2 separate regions of the Sus scrofa genome follow, and region 2 is linked to region 1. A link is a contact called in public HiChIP or PLAC-seq data. All regions are on one chromosome and are shown on one strand. The core of a region is the stretch at or near the end of the contact, and the rest is flanking DNA. Distances in the headings are between cores, read along the strand shown. Region 1 overlaps DTNA (dystrobrevin alpha). Region 2 overlaps MAPRE2 (microtubule-associated protein RP/EB family member 2).

The links. HiChIP or PLAC-seq counts read pairs in DNA pulled down with a chosen protein or histone mark.
Region 2: an H3K27ac HiChIP or PLAC-seq map of skeletal muscle shows a contact between it and region 1, with 2.2 times the contacts expected there. The contact joins two enhancer-like sites. A contact is called at or near these places in 4 of 47 Hi-C or Micro-C datasets (epiblast stem cells, heart right ventricle and skeletal muscle) and 1 of 2 datasets of contacts at active chromatin or transcription factors (skeletal muscle).

The regions. Positions count from the first base shown.
Region 1 is chr6:118,740,101-118,742,800 of Sscrofa11.1, reverse strand. The region is part of intron 18 of DTNA (dystrobrevin alpha); the gene reads right to left. Among named protein-coding and RNA genes, the nearest start is that of MAPRE2, 76 kb to the left of the region's middle. Within about 2 kb of position 1,385, at least 4 of the 83 cell types and tissues checked have an H3K27ac peak or open chromatin away from gene starts, as enhancers often do. A contact at or near this core is called in skeletal muscle, where this site is marked.
Region 2 is chr6:118,837,240-118,839,958 of Sscrofa11.1, reverse strand. All of the region lies in intron 1 of MAPRE2 (microtubule-associated protein RP/EB family member 2), which reads right to left. Among named protein-coding and RNA genes, the nearest start is that of MAPRE2, 22 kb to the right of the region's middle. Within about 2 kb of position 1,403, at least 7 of the 83 cell types and tissues checked have an H3K27ac peak or open chromatin away from gene starts, as enhancers often do. A contact at or near this core is called in skeletal muscle, where this site is marked.

The sequences.
Region 1 (2,700 bases), core at 136-2,635:
CCATGAGGACACTGGTTCGATCCCTGGCCTTGTTCAGTGGGTTAAGGATCCGTTATTGCCGTGAGCTGTGGTGGAAGTCACAGACATGGCTCAGATCTGGTGTTGCTGTGGCTGTGGAATAGGCCTGCGGCTACAGCTCCAATTTAACCCCTAGCCTGGGAATATCCATATGCCATGGGTGCAGCCCTAAAAACAGACAAAAAAAAAAAAAAAAAAAAGCAGATTTATCTTTTTTTAAAAAAAGTACATATTTTATTTTTAAATTATAGTTGATTTATAGTGTTGTGCTAATTTCTGCTATACAGTATAGTGGCCCAGTCAGATACATATATTTATACATTCTTTTTCTCATACTATCTTCCATCATGTTCTATCCCAAGAGATTGGATATACTTCACTGAGCTGTATAGTAGGACCTCATTGCTTATCCATTCTAAATGCAATGGTTAATTTTCCCAATTTGGGGGCTTTAAACGAAAAATAGAATCAAGAACCTTTTCTCTAAGGAAAGTGAGCCCTCTAGTGAAATAATGATTAAGGATATTTGTTCATAATCTAACCCTCTTTGTGTTATGTATGTATATAGACACACGGACCCTTGTGCTTTATTTTTATGGTAGAATTAAGTCTCAGAATATCAGCTGATTGATGTCAGGAAGATTAATACTCTAACCCATAGCTCTTGATCTTAAAAATTTATACTAGCTCTGGGAGTTCCTATTGTGGCTCAGCGGAAAGAAATCTGACTAACATCTATGAGGACGAAGGTTCGACCCCTGGCCTTGATCAGTGGGTTAAGGCCGTGAGCTGTGGTGTAGGTTACAGACATGGCTTGGATCCCACATTGCTGTGGCTGCGGTGTAGGCCAGTGGCTACAGCTCCAATTCGACCCCTAGCCTGGGAACCTCCATATGCCACAGGTGGTGCAGACCTAAAAAGACAAAAAAAAAAAAAAAAAAAAAATTCACTGGCTCTGAATTTAGGGACTCCATTTCCACTGTCCAATTCTATGGTGAAATAAATAGATAAGAATGATCCCATCCATTAATGTGTGACCCCTCTCTCCCCATCTTTTCATCCCAGCATGTCTAAAGCTCTTCCTGGGCCTGACAAAAGATCACTACCTAAGTCATAGGACTGAAATATTCTCAGGGTAAAACACAGGACACGTTTAGATAGTACAGATATTAAAACATCCCCTAAAATAAAAAGAGTGGTCAAGTAGAAGTTTCTGGGTTGGAACTAAATGCCATTGTTCATGTTTATTTATGTCTGGATGACATGTTCTTGTTATTTTTAGAGGTTTGGGGCCAGCCTAAATAGGTCTGTGAGGCCTTAGTGAACTTTCTCTTCCCATCCTGCCTCTGCCCCCACCCCCTCCACTGCAGCCACAGTGGTAGCTGATACTGTCAATAACATGCCAGGGACAGCAGAGGGGAGTGGCTTTAGTTACAGTCTTGGATTTTAGGATTGAAAGAAAAAAATTTTAGGTCACTGCCATGTAAATGCTTAATTACAAAAAATCAAATAGATATGTACCAGACTTAAGTTGATGACAACTAATTCACTATTTTGAACAACCAACAAATCAAATAATTCTGAATTATAGAGAAAAGGATAAGAAAGGAAACTAAAATTAAAAGCAGCAGCTTCCCTCCTGCCATTTAAAATTATAACTTTTCTTTTGATCTTAGGCTTTGCCTTTTCACAGCTTGCTTTCAAATCCTATCTATTTATAATTCCCCATTATTACTGGTCTTTTACTCCCTACTTGGATGGAGAGCCAGAACACCAGAAAGGCCTCTGGTTAGTTTCTTCCTTGGGTCTTTCAAACAGCCAGTTTAGTTTCATAGACTAGTCATGTGCACTTATAACATGAAGCAGTCTCACTCCTCTGTAGTGTTTTATTTTTAAAAATTTAAAAATTTTTTTTTTGCTTTTCAGGGCTGCACCCTTGGCATAGGGAAGTTCCCAGGCTAGGGGTTGAATCAGAGCTGCAGCTGCTGGCCTACACTATAGCTCACAGCAATGCTGGAGTCTACAACCTACACTACAGCTCACAGCAACTGCAGTCCTTAACCCACTGAGTGGGGCCAGGGATCAAACCCGTGTTCTCAGGTTGCTAGTCAGATTCATTTCCACTGAGCCACAACTGGAACTCTTGCAGTGTTTTAAACTGTTTATCAATTCCCCTTTTCCAGCCTCTTGGTAAGCCCCTGCCCACATGTCTCAGAACTCCACATACTTCCCTTCCTTCATTTTATTCTTTTCCTTCCCAAGCTGAGTTCTGCAGGTCTCTCCTAGCTTTGGTTTCCTCTGCCCAACTAGTTTAAGCTGATCCAAGGTCACAGAAAGTCTAGAGGGGATGTCACTGATTCTGTTGGCTCCTGTCAAGCTACAGAAGCCTAATTGGGTGAAAATCTCTGCAAAATGTTTTTGAAGGTCAGGTTTATACATATGCAACAAATCAAGTAAATTGGATTGCTTTATAAGGAGATTTTATGCATTTGCTTATTTCAACCACAAGTATGTATATCATGATGTTTATTCCCACTCTGAACAGAGACCTCTTCAGATCACCAGGTCCTTTATTTTATTTATTTATTTATTTTTTGTCTTTTGTCCTTTCAGGGCTGCACCTGCAGCATAGGGAGGTTCCCAGGCCAGGGGTCCAATCGGAGCTACAGCTGCCAGCCTACA
Region 2 (2,719 bases), core at 154-2,653, 97 kb before region 1:
AACCTCATGGTTCCTAGTCGGATTCGTTAACCACTGAGCCACGAAGGGAACTCCTCTCTGTATTTCTTACAATTACATTTTAATGTAAATCGTCTCAAAATAAAAAGTTTAATTTAAAAAAAAATCAGATTAGAAAGCAACGGGAATTGAGCAAGATATCCCCCCCCCCTTTTTAACCTTTTCAGAGAAGAACAAAAGCCCCAAGGCAGTGGGCCAGATGGGGTCAGGAATTTGCTCCATCTTAGGCAGATCCAAGAAAAATAATCTCTCACCCACGATTTTAGCATTCAGAACTCACTGCCAGCATTTTCTGTCCAATCTTGCCTGTCTTGGAATTTTCTCTGCCGTTATTCCCTCCCTCTCCTCCATTTACCTTCCTGGCCTTAAAATTCAAAATACAGATACAAATACACACACCCCAAGCTGGAAGTGACTTCTCAGCAGCAGTTTGATACACACTGCATTTTGAAAACACTCTCTTATACTTTTGAGTTCATGTTTTCCACAAATTTCCAAAATTCCCATGTCTTATTTGCACAGGAATAGAATGTCATCCTATGTGGTTCATTGATGACAAGGCAGGTATTCTGTATTCTAACCTGGGACACAGACTATTTAGGGCCTAATCATAATCACCCCACAAAGAGGAGCTGGCAGACTTCCTCCCCCCCCCTGCCCCGCCTTAGGAGAGATGCTGTTGACTTGTACTCTTCTTTTTGAGCCCTAAGCAGTCCCTCAAATATGAGCACCGAAAGCCAGCTGCCCTCTCCTGGCTTGTCTGTTGGATATGTTTCACTTGAAAAGACCAAATATCATTGTTAACATAAGAATCAAACTCTTGCAGTTCTGTCCTGGCTCAGGGGTAATGAACCCCACTAGTATCAATGAGAACACAGGTTTGATCCCTGGCCCTGCTCATGGGGTAAAGGATCTGGTGTTGCCGTGAGCTGTGGTGTAGGTCACAGACAAGGCTCGGATCCCATGTTGCTGTGGCTATGGCGTAGGCTGGCAGCTGTAGCTCTGATTAGATCCCTAGCCTAGGAACCTCCATATGCCATGGGTACAGCCCTGAAAAGACAAAAGACAAAAAAAAAAAAAAAAAAAAAAAAAGCCCCCTGAAAGACTGTCTCCTTGTCTGGCCAAAAAACCACCAGCATACAAGATACATTAGAATGAAAAAAAGGGTTGTGAAAATATTGCCAGTCATGCCTCACCCTGGAAGGGAAGAGTTCTCTCTTCTTTGACTGCTACGTATCTGGCCAATGAGACTTCTGATCAACCAAAGGTTAAAGCATTCTACTGGCAAAGAGGCAGGAATCACTGCCTCCCCAGCTGTTCCCAGCTTTTCTGGGAAGAGGACACCACTGGGACCTGAATCCCAGTTTCCCTCCCAGGAGTTGACTCTGCTATCTTTGGATCTTCATAATAAGCAGTGTCTTGAATTCCAAACTCCCCGTAGCTGCTCGGAGAGACTGAATCACGGCAGTTGTAGACCACATCTTTTTGTGTGGGAGGTCCATGACTTTCTAGGAATAAAGCAACTTGATGCCTGAGCAGAAGGTCACAGAAGATGAATCCTTAGACCGATACCAGCCTTCCAGAGAGGCCCTGCCTCCATCACGAGATGCCCCAATTAGTGGTCTCTGGTTGAGCTCAGGGCTCTTCCAAGGGGCTCCAGAGAAAGGCCAAGAGCCTGCCCAGTTCAACTCCCCCAGGGGACCAGAGGCATGACTGCCGGGAAGCAAACAGCTGAGCACACAGCAGGGAAACCAAACCAGGGAGGTTATCCGGCAAGCAAAGGTCAAACGACACTGAATCTTGGGTAGGGAATATGGTACCAGGCATTCCTCTCCTTAGAAAAGGCAGGCTGCACATGACCCATCTTGTATATTAGAGGGCTTTTGGAAAATGACAGCTGGCTGATAAAGGGATTTTGGTGGGATCTATGAAGAATGGTAATGATGTTATAAACGTCTTTTGGTCGTGTGATTTGGGTTTCTATAAAAATAAAAGATCATCCCGAGAGACTATCTAAAGTGATAACTATAATTAAATTAAAATTCAGTCCTTTTCTTACAAAATGAGCCTAACTCCCTCTTCTAGGCTCCTCCTTCATCCATCTGCTCCTAGCTGTAGAAGTAGTTAGACTGCCCTTTCTATTCTAGAACATTCATAGTGCTAATGTAAAAAATAAATTTAAAAAGTGACACGAGACAAACTACCTTTGAGAAATGCTACATGCATTGTATTCCTGCGAAATATTTTTGATAATTTTTCACTTCTTTTGTTCATTGAAAATCTAATACCCTTGAAAAGAGAGTCGTTTAATAGAGCAGCTCCTCTGCTCACAAGTGTAATTGATAATAAAATGTAGCAGCATGTTCATGAAGCAGGAAAGCAACACAGAGAACAGTATCAGATTGTCTTAGAGTCCAGGGTTCAAATTTGTTGCTCAGGTCATAGAGGAAACTAGAACCTTGCTTTACCTGCGTCCTGCCTGTAGTTGGTTATTCCTTTGACCACCCAAAGAAGCAACATTAAAAGCATAAGAAGGGGGAGTTCCCATTGTGGCTCAGTGGTTATGAACCTGACTAGTATCCATGAGGACGTGGGTTCAATCCCTAGCCTCACTCAGTGGGTTAGGGATCTGGCGTTGCTGTGAGCTCTGGTATAGGTCACAGATGTGGCTGGGGTCCCAAGCTGCTGTGGCTGTGCTGTA